Linked DNA regions of Mus musculus: region 2 is linked to region 1. A link is a contact called in public Hi-C data. All regions are on one chromosome and are shown on one strand. Each heading gives the region's core, a stretch centred on a gene start, on an enhancer-like site or on the middle of the called end of the contact. The rest is flanking DNA. Distances are from core to core; before and after follow the strand shown. Region 1 holds the start of Mthfd2 (methylenetetrahydrofolate dehydrogenase (NAD+ dependent), methenyltetrahydrofolate cyclohydrolase). Region 2 holds the start of Dctn1 (dynactin 1).

Region 1 (5,192 bases), core at 2,136-4,635:
AGATCTATTTTGGAAACCATTCTACAGGTTCTGAGCAGCCAGGAAATACAGGGAGTATTAGGGGGACATCGAAGAGGAAGGGCACCCTAGGAGTATGGTTGAAGCCTCTTACCAGCTAAGGTTGAAGAATTCCAGAACAAGTACCGTTTGTTTAAGGCCATTCTCCCTTCCCAGCAATAAACCTGTGGTTTTCTTGGAATTTCACCAGAAACCCAATTGACAGCAAATGACACATTCTAACTCCCTGTGTAACCTTAGTATCTTCTGTTTTTACTTTATTAGGTAAAAAATAAATCACCCAAGGCAATCTCCAGAGTCATTTTATAATCTTACTTATCAAAAGGAGAGAGTGTCTTAGTTAAGGTTACAATTGCTGTGTTGAAACACATGACCAAAGCAAGAGAGGACAGGATTTATTCGGCTTACATTTCTGAATCACTGTTCAAGAAGAAGTCAGGCAGGAGCTGATGCAGAAGCCACGGAGGGATGCTGCTTACTGGCTTGCTTCCCCTGGCTTGCTCAGCCTTCTTTCTTATAGTACCCAGAACCACCAGCCCAGGGATGGCACCACCCACAATCGGTTAAATCACCAAGAAAATGTCCTATAGTGGGACCTTATGGAGACATTTTCTCAACTGAGCTTCTCACCTTTTATACAACTCTAGCTTGTGTCAAGTTGACAAGCTTAGCCAGCACAGAGGTGAGGTACTGGTGAGATGGCTTGGTGGGTAAAACACCCAGTGTGCAAGCATAAGGACTTTAGTTTGGATCCCTGCCACCCTTGTAAAAGCCAGGCTGGTGTGAGGCTCTGTCTGCAGCCTCAGCGCTCTGGAGGTGGAGACAAGGAAGACTCAGGACTACCTGGCTAACTGGACTAGCCAAACTGGCAACCCTAGGTTCAATCAGAAGTCTTGCCTCAATGAATAGAGGGAAGAGGGACAAAGAAAAATACCAATATTAACTTCTGGCTTCCACACACGTACTTACCCACATCACATACACATATGAATACACATGCCAAGAAAGAAGAGCAGGGGCAAGGGGAAAGAGTAAATAAAATAAAAACTGGCTAAGAAGCACTTTTGTAAAGCAAATGACATTTAAATATAGTATTCTAGGAAACATGGAAGCAAGTCTTTTTTTTTGTTTTTGTTTTTCATTTTTTTATTCTTTTTTTTTTTTGAAGCAAGTCTTTTTATTAAGCACATTAAAAACAACACTAGGAAGCCAGGTGTGGTGGAGCATGCCTGTAATCCCAGATTCAGCAGACTGAGGCTAGAACCTGGTGTGTGTGTACATATGTGTGTATATATGTGTGTGTGTGTATGTATATATGTGTGTGTGTGTATGTATATGTGTGTATATATGTATATGTGTGTGTATATATATGTATATGTGTGTATATATTTATGTATATATATATATATATATATAGAGAGAGAGAGACAGACAGACAGACAGACAGACAGACAGAGACAGAGACAGAGACAAAGATTGACAGAGACAGAGAGATTGAGAACTCAGTGGTAGAGCGCTTGTCTAGAATGACCTGTGAGGAGCTCTGGGTTTTATCCTCAGTACTGCAAGGAAAGAAGAAATGAAGGAAGGAAAGAAGAGAAACCTAGGGACTGGAGAGATGACTCAGTGAGTAATGAAGTTCCAGCCGCACAAGCATGAGGATCTGAGTTCAAATCCCCAACACCCACATAAAAAATATGGTTGTACCTGTGCCTATAGTCCTTAAGCGCTGGAGGCAGAGACAGGAGGGTCACTGGAGGTTGATCTGCCTAGCTTCAGATTCAGTGACATACCCTGTGTCAAGAGAATAAGCAGAGTAGGGTACCTGATGGCCTATTGTGGCCTCCATGTGCTCCTGTGGATGTACCACACTCATACACATACACACGCAAAAAATTAGGTGGTGAGTGATTGAGGAAGGTCAACCCCATGTTGACCTTTTACCTCCATACGTGTGCACATACATATACACATGAATGAATATATATACATAATATATATATATATATATGCATAAATGTACACAAAACCAAATTACCTGACCCTTACCTGACAAGGGAACCTAAGGGAAGACACAGTTGTACTATGGGCGGTTTGGGGATACACAACCCATTGTGGGGGACAAAGAGCAGCTCCCAGCTGTGGCAGCAGGAGACTGAGGCTGCTGGCTCACATCTCTGCACTGGGAAACAGAGAGGGGGGAGCACAGGCAGGCTTCCTCCTTTCCTCCATTTTACTGATCCTCAGTCCCCAGTCCATGGGATGGGTGGACATTTCCTCTTTAGTTGCACCTCTCACAGACACACCCAGAAGTGCTGTCTCCCAGGAGGTGACTCTAAATCCATGGAAGACTAACCACTAGTGGAGTCCTCCTGGTTTAAGAAAGTCACTACATTAAAATTTCAGATTTGTTTAGAATTATCAAGTGAAATATTTTGGTAAATGCCTCATAGCAAGGCCACAAAATGTTTGTCCCATGAATGGTAATGTTAACTTGATTTTTTTTAAGAGTAGAGGGCTAGAGAGAAGACTCAGCAATTAAGAGAACCTGCTGTTCTTTTCAGTATACGTATACACATGAATATATATATATATGTATACACACACACACACACACACACACACACACACACACACAAAGGTACATGTAAAAGCTCCTGGTTAACTTTTTATAAAAGCTTCGTTTTAATTTATATGTACATTGCATGTGTCCATGGTGGGGGGGGGGGGGCTTTGGAGGCCAGAAAGTGTCTGTGTGCATGCGTGTGTGTGTGTGTGTGTGTGTGTGTGTGTGTGTGTGTGTGTGTGTGTATGACGTGTGCCTGGGGGTGCCCTTAGAGGCCAGAAGTGTCTGATCCTCCAGAGCTGGTGTTGTAGGAGGAGCGGGAGTTACAAGAGGTTTTGAGTCACTAGAAGGATCAGAATCGAACTTGGGCAATTTGTAAGAGCGGTAAGTAATCTTAACTGTTGAGTCATCTTACTGGCCTCTATATGGCAAAACTACAAGTAAATATCTTGCTCCTTTTTCAGGTTTCACCCTGCTGTTTTGACATCCTTGGGTGATTCCAGATCAATTTTTAGTATGATTTTGCCAAATGATGATTTCTCCTTTTAAAAAAAAATTTTTTTTTAGTGCCTTTCAGGGGTTCTCAGCACACAGTAGCTGGTTCAGATTTTTGTTTGATGAATGAATGAATGAACCCCAGATTCAGTTGGCCTAGCTGAGGGACCACTGCTGCCTCTCCTCAGTCAGGGGCTTGACTCCTTCAGCCAATCAGGACCTGCTCCTGGACCAGCTTACGTAGAACTGAGATCTCCTATTGGCTCCTACGCCGGCTCAGGGGCCAATGGGCGCGCGGGAGGCGGGGCTTTCGTGGGCCCGGGGTATAGCTTCGTGGCCCGCGCGCGCGCTTCTCTCCGGCGCGGGCACCGGCGCGAGCCATGGCTTCAGTTTCCTTGTTGTCTGCGTTGGCTGTGCGGTTGTTGCGCCCCACGCACGGCTGCCACCCCCGCCTACAGCCCTTCCACCTGGCGGCAGTGCGGTGAGTGTGTCGGGGAGCGAGTCCGTGGGGTTGCGGAGCGCGGCGTGGACAGATATCCTTCCCAAGCATCACCCGGCCTCGGGGCCAGCCCCCAACGGAGAGGTGTGGCGGGGCAACGTGGCACCGGGGTGCACGTGGAGATGCGGACGCTTGGCAGGGGACACTGTTCTGCCACTGCAGAGATGGGTGCGGAGAGGTCTGCCCTTCCCGGACCCTAGCGGCAGCCCGGGTTGCTGCAGTCTGATGAAATCTGTGAGCCGGCTTGCTCCAAGGGTACCAACTTCCCTCCTCCCGGGTGGGTGTGGTTCGCAAGATGCCCCAGCTTGATGGTGGCCCTTCGCAGTCCACTCTGGAGCCCACCAGTTCTAGCCTTGGCAACCTAAAATGATACATGCCCCAGAAGTTGCTGGGGGCTGCTGGGAGTAGGGTGCATTGTTTTAGAGGGAGCTAGGGTGTTGGAGCTTCCGATCTGCACGTGGACCACTGTGGTGGTCACACCATTCTGTGAGTGTTTAATACCACATAAACCGTACGCTTTAAAATTGCCAGAGCCGGGCGCGGTGAGATTGCTTGTGAGGCAGGAGGATTACTGCGGTTCAAAGCCAACTTGGTCTATAGAGTGAGTTAGAGACCAGCCTAATTTTAAAAAAGTCACAATGGTAAAAATCGTATACATATTTTTTCATAATTTTAAAAGTTGAAATATATGAAGGCCTCTCAGCCCCCAAAGTAAGTTGACTGGGAAAAGAAAAAAACCAAACTAATGAGGAAGGCAGAAAAGTTTTATGCACTTCTTTCGGGGGATAATTGATTTATTGGGTCTTTCTTGGCCTCAAACTCCAATTTCTGTGCCTAGGAAGAAGAGTCCTAGAGGGGTTGTGAATACTAGGTGGAAGGCAATAAAAATATTTCTGGAGCCTTGCATGTTGGTGCACTGGATCCTGAGGTTTTGCAGGACTTGAAAGGGTTTTCCAAGATCAGATCCTGACCTCCCACATTGAATTCCACCTTTTATTTCCCTGTTCTTCCTTTCCTCTTCCTGAGTTCTGGCTCCATATGTCTGTGGACCACACGTGTCAGAGACTTTGCTAACTGAAAAGATCCTGTAATTCATTACCCAAAAAAACTGGACCACTTTGCTCCTTCTCCGGGTTTACTCTTGCATGCTTTTCTGAGAAGTGTGGGCTTCGTATCTCTGAAGTCGATCTGTGTTCGCCGTCCTGCACATTTGATAATTGCAGTGCCTGCCTTGCCGACCCAGGGTTTCAGGAACATAAACTCCGGGGCTGGAGGGAAGAGTACTGTTGCCTGGGAGACGGTGGGCGGGAGAGTAAATGGACTTGGTGGCAGCTGTTTACACTTACAGCTTGTTTCTTACTATCATCCATCTTTGCTGCATTCAGCAGGGTTTTTATGGTAAGCCGAAGAACCAAGATTAATTTATGGAAAGGGGATGGCAAAATATCTATTGTTCAGTCGATATTGGTTTCATTCCTCTCTCTGTCTTTCTCGTTGCCGGTCCATCAATTAAGTAGCAGAACTTTTCCCAAAATAACTTGGTCGGGAGCTGAAAAGCTTTCCTGATACTTATTGACTGTAAAATCAATAACTGTTGGTTTAAGAGGAAAATAA
Region 2 (5,646 bases), core at 2,619-5,118, 140 kb after region 1:
TTGGGGAGGTTAGGCGACTACAAGCCTAACTCAATCCAGACCCATCTACTGCTTCCTCCTGCCCAGCCTGGGCCTTCCTCCCTCCCGCTCTGTGCTCCTCCCTTACAGTGCCAAACCGCTCACCAGTTTGCTGGTCTTTGCAGCTGCATCGGCTCCCTCTGTAGAAAGCAAACAACAACAAATACATTTATACAGAGGGGAAGGGGGAAGAACCCTCTGAGTGGGATGGGAAAGACAGAAAGAAAGAGAGCAGACACCCTGTTATTAGAAGGGTGGGAAACCTGGATGTGAAGTGGCAATGCCAGGGTGTAACTAGTACCTCTCTTGAGGACCTTTGAAGCAGAAGAATCAGGAGTCTCTGGGGAAGTAGTATCTGCTCCATCTTCAAATACTTGGATCTGAGGCCAAAGAACATACCCAATGCAGTCAGATCAAGAATGCCTATACCATGGGTCCCTCCTGAGCTCCCGAGCAAGCTGGGGACAGAACAGGCTTGATCTTGCCTTTCTCCCAACCACAGCCTTCATCCGACTTAGGAAAAAGGACACACTAGCAGCACAAGCAACAGATGTTTGTACAAAAGTGAGCATGCACTCACACAAACACACACACACACACACACACACACACACACACACACACACACACAGACGCCAAATGTGCACCCAGGCTCGCACCATCAGTTACCTGGGACTGGCGTACAAAGATGCCGTGGCCTTCATCACATGTGAAATACTTCCTTCCCTGGACAGTGCCATCATTTTTGCCTTTTGCTTCATCCAGAATCACGCCCACCCATTTGCCAGTGGCAAAGAGTGTGGCTCCAACATAGGCCACAGTGCCTCGGTGGCCCTTCCCAATCACCTCCACGCGGGAGCCAACCCGCAGGGGCCGGGCGCTTGCCTCCGTACTCATCCTGCTGCCACTCGGCGTCTGGAAGAAAGACATATGCCAACATGGTCAGTCAGAGGCTCAGGACAGCGTCCTGGACCTAGAAACCACAAGTCACGCCTTTAAACTCCATTCTCAGGACAAAGTGAGACTACAAACTCCCCTCTGGAAAACATCAGTGACATGTTCAGAACTTCCCCAAAGCCAGGTAGAGCATATGTCCAGGACTTCAACACCCGGGTGGTTGAATCAGGAGGCGAGCCATGAGTTTGAGGCCAACCTTGGCTATATAAGGTAAGTTAAAGGAACAGCCTGGGCAACATAATGAGACCTTGTTTCAAGAAATGTTTAGGGGTCTGGTGAGATGGCTCAGCGGTTAAGAGTGCCGACTGCTCTTCCGAAGGTCTTGAGTTCAAATCCTAGCAACCACATGGTGGCTTACAACCATCCGTAACAAAATCTGATGCTCTCTTCTTGGAGTGTCTGAAGACAGCTACAGTGTGCTTACATATAATAAATAAATAAATAAATAAATAAAAAGAAATGTTTAAAAAGCTTGTTTTGCTAGCTCACACATGGGATTCCAGCACTTGGGGAGCTGAGACAGGATTACCATGAGCTTGAGGCCAGCCTGGACTACCCGGTGAGCTCGAGGCCAGCCTGGCCTACAGTAAGAAGAAACTCTAGAAAAAAAAATGTCACAAAAATGAACAATAAGCAATCCATTTTTTATTGTTTGTTTTTTAGAGACAGGGTTTCACTGTGTAGCCCTGGCTGTCTTGAAATTCACTCTGTAGACTAGGCTGACCTCAAATTTGGAGATCTGCCTGTCTCTGCCTCCCAAGTGCTGGTATTAAAGGTGTGTGCCACCACAGCTCAGCAATAACAATCTTTAAAAGAAAAAAAAGACTCTAAAATTCTCTAGAATCTACTGAAATTTTTAAAAAAGAATTTATATTTAAATTGTATAACAAATTAGGATTTACTGATAGATCTTTGAATATCACCATATAGCTGCTTCTAGGGTGTACTGTCCCCAAGGAAAGGATGTAAGAACAAGCAAACAACTCAATTCAGACCAGGCTCCCCACAACCCTGTCCCAGGAACCAGAGCTGAGAAAGTTAGCAGCTCAGTGGTGGCTCTCTCCACTGTCCTCGGTCTCCCTGGGACTCAAACCAAATGCCTTTCTCCAGCTCCTCCACCCTCCTCCACTCCTCCTCCTCCTCCTCCTCCTCTTCTTCTCTTCCTCCTTCCTCTCCTTCCTCTTCTTCCTCCTCCTCTTCCTCCTCTTCCTGAGTGTGTGTGTGTGTGTGCGTGCACACGAGCCTTTTAAAATTTTTGTCACTGTTCTTTGAAACAGAATCTCAGTACCACCCTAGGCTGGTCTGAAACTTGCAGCCCTCCTACCCCAGCCCCCTGAATGCTGGGCTCACTGGCACGCATCAGCACGTCCACCTAGACTTCTCAGAAAGACAGAACTGCACCTCTTTCCAGGGCCACAGCCACCACCATGCCTTGCTGATATGATTGCTGTCAGTCCATCTCCATATCTACCTGGCACTGCTAGACTGTTGACTACAGCACATTCACCAGCACCCTCCTCAGGGCCCATGTCCTATTGTCTGCTCTCCCCCAAACCCTGCAGGCCACGGTGTCATAAAATGAAGAGCACAAACAAATAAACAAAATACCTCAAGTTAGCCCTTTACTGTCCTCAAACCCTGCCCAGTAGTTCATCTGGGTTGGCAAAGGTACAAACAAAACGCTGTCCTTGGGTCATACCCAGATTCTTACATACCCGTGATGACAGAACACATGAAATTAGGTCCCAGATCAGACCACGATTTGGAAGAAAATCACACCTAAGCCATTTTTAGCAATAGCTGTTCCATGAACCAGAGAGATTGTAGCAAATAAATAAGGCAAGAAAATGTGACCCCCGTGGACCTAAAGGCTCGGGGGAGGGGTCTTTCCTGATACCCCCCAAACACACACACACACACCACAGTTAGCTTCAGAAAGGAGCCCTGCCAGAGCCTGGGAAGTCAAACCCTTCCCAGCTGTCATTCCCTAGCCCCTCTCTTCACAAAGCCCCACCAGTAAGGTAAGGACAGAGCTCCTAGGGATGTGGGGACCTCAAACTATACCAGGGACAATGAAGAGCTCATGGGCCTGACAATAAAGGAAACTGCCAATGATATCAAGGCTGGACACAAACTCAGAAAAGACCCTCCCACACCTCCCAACACGCCTCTCGGAGTCAGGTGGCTCTAACAGTGGATGCAAATCTAACCTCACAGAGGAGAGAGCAGAGGCAGATAGCAGGGCATCTGAAAAGAGCCTCACAGCTAGGCCTTCTGACCCCCAGGCCAGTCAAAGACAGACTGGACCCCTCAGAAATCCCTGGCCTCAGAGCCAGCTGGAGTCAGAGGTCAAGTCTAGTTGGGCCCCAGTTAGGACCCAACTGGGTGGGTGGGTGGGGTACCTTGTCCAGCCTGCCCCTGTCAGCGCTCTGAAGGCTCCTCAGAAGCCCAGTGTGTGAGTACCTCAGCTGAGAGCCAGCCTGCCTCCCCAGCCCCCACACAAGTGATGTCCACAGGCACCCGGCCTGGTCCAGCAGCCCTCCCAGGGCCATCCCATATTGACTGGGGCCACTTACCCGACTGGACATGTGCCTCCTGCTCTGGGCCATGTTGCTCACCCGGACTCTACCCCCTCCCCCAGCTAGCCAAAGACAGAGAAAAGGCAGAAACCTAGGCAGGAGGGGTCAGGGTGATGGGCCTGCATGGACGGACGGCTCAGAAGCCGTTAGCCACGGACCTCCCTCCGTCCATGGTCCTCCCTCTGGAGGGGCAGGAGCAGTGATGGGGCTGAGGAGTAAGTCCCTTCTACTGCCCAAGGATTCCTGAACCCAGAGACACTGAGCCCCGCTTGCCAGCTGATGAGTCTCACTCTGCGCTAGTGCTGCTCTAGACTGTCAGGAAGCATGCTGGCCTCTGGGTCCTAGTGCTCCCCTCCTTCACACGAACCCAGGGATGGGTAGGCAAGAAATCCTCAGCACCAGAGTGCAGGCAGGGTTCTGGAGGTGACACTTCTTCCCCACCTGTACCCCTCACTATCACTGCCCCCAGTCCCAGTGAGTGAGGCTTCAGCAGGTCCCCAAGCATCAAGTGCCACTTCAAAATGATCAGCACTTCATCAAACTGCTTTCACAGGCCTTCTAGTCCCTTCTGCTGCTTTTCTGTGTCACCCTACCAGAAAGATGTCTGGACTCCACACGACGAGGGTCTCGATCTCTGTCTTACACTGGGCCAGATAAACAGGAGGGGCAGAGCTAGAAGCCTGCTCACCCAGAGAAAGCCATGAGTACCCAGCTCCCCACCCCTGCAACAGCAGAGGTCCCCACAGTCACTCCCTCCTCTGCCTGTGTCAGGCAGGCTCTGATCCCCAAGATATCACATTCAATGGGATTATTAAAGGTAGTTTTCAAAAGCTAAGCACCTCACTGTCCCCTTGGCCCAAGTCCACTTTACCCAGGTCCTCATCTCTTTTACCCTTGGCCTTGTCTTCTAACATCAGACTCAACAAGCCAACTTATTTTTTATAGTTGTGTACTTCACAAGCTTCCTTAGTTATGTTATATTACCTTCATAATTTTAAAACAGATGGTGTTAATTTAATGAAACTACTTATTCTAGTCAAAGGTTTCCACATGCTACCTCATTTATTATTCACAGGTCAATGCCTAAGGTCTTACCCCTTAAGCAAAGGGCCTGGGGTCTAACCACTGGATCCCCTGGCTGTAATGTGGACCTAGTCCCTGAATACACTTGTCTTCCTTCACTGACAAGACTGCAATTTCTGCCACTCTGCACACTTGCCTAACACAGGATAATGCCACAAAGCAGTTCTGTTAGGTGATGCCCACCTGGAAGAACACCATAATGAAGCCAGTCCCTTTATATGCTAGATTAACCTCTCAACCAAAACAGTCTCTGTGCCTTACTTCTGCCCAGAACCATCAGGACCCCACCTCTGCTTCCCCCGCAGTGTCCAGGTTGCTCTGCCTTCATATCCACCCCAGCCCAGACAATCGTACTAAACCCACTCAGAGTGCCTACAGAACACATTTCAAAACATCACGTTAGGGCTCGGCAGATTGCTCAGTGGGTAGAACAGAAACGGGGGCTAGAGAGATGGCTCAGCAATTAAGAACACTGGTTGCTTTTGCAGAAAACATAGATTTGCCAGGCATGGTGGCACACACCTTTAATCCCAGCACTTGGGAAGCAGAGGCAGGCGGATTTCTGAGTTCGAGGCCAGCCTGGTCTACAAAGTGAGTTCCAGGACAGCCAGAGCTATACAGAGAAACCCTGTCTCGAAAAAACCATTTAAAAAAAAAAAAAAAAAACCATAGGTTCATCCCAGCACCTACATAGAGGTTCACAAGTGCCTTTAATTCCAGTCCTAGGGGATCTATTACCCTTTTCTAAACTCCAAGGGCATGGTACACACATGCTACACAGACATACATGCAGGCAAAACACCCATACACCATAAAATAAAACTTAAAAAATAAAATATTTAGGACAGGGGTTGGAGAGATGGCTCAGTGGCTAAAAGGTCTTGCTCTTCTTGCAAAGGACCTGAGTTTACTCTGTTACCATGGTTACCTGCAGCCATGCTGTGCCACTCACAACTACTTGTAACTCCAGCTCAAGATGAGATGCCTCTGACTGCTGCAGGAACCTCTA

Evidence for each region. Hi-C and Micro-C count contacts between places; a contact is called where the count stands out from the background.
Region 2: a contact with region 1 is called in a Hi-C map of bone marrow-derived macrophages, with 42 read pairs. The contact joins the promoter of Dctn1 here to the promoter of Mthfd2 in region 1. A contact is called at or near these places in 9 of 39 promoter capture datasets (the C10 cell line, the SN4741 cell line, cranial neural crest and 6 more), 5 of 484 Hi-C or Micro-C datasets (the G1E-ER4 cell line, bone marrow-derived macrophages, cerebral cortex and 1 more), 10 of 115 datasets of contacts at active chromatin or transcription factors (bone marrow-derived macrophages, craniofacial prominence, embryonic forebrain and 6 more) and 4 of 9 other capture datasets (adipose tissue, liver, macrophages and 1 more).

The regions. Positions count from the first base shown.
Region 1 is chr6:83,315,797-83,320,988 of GRCm38.p6, reverse strand. Mthfd2 (methylenetetrahydrofolate dehydrogenase (NAD+ dependent), methenyltetrahydrofolate cyclohydrolase) reads left to right here and starts at 3,385. Exons shown (of 8, transcript NM_008638.2): 1 at 3,385-3,560. The coding sequence starts at 3,460.
Region 2 is chr6:83,177,811-83,183,456 of GRCm38.p6, reverse strand. It overlaps Dctn1 (dynactin 1), which reads right to left and starts at 3,868. Exons shown (of 32, transcript NM_007835.2): 1 at 3,552-3,868; 2 at 688-933; 3 at 320-398; 4 at 124-158. The coding sequence starts at 3,584.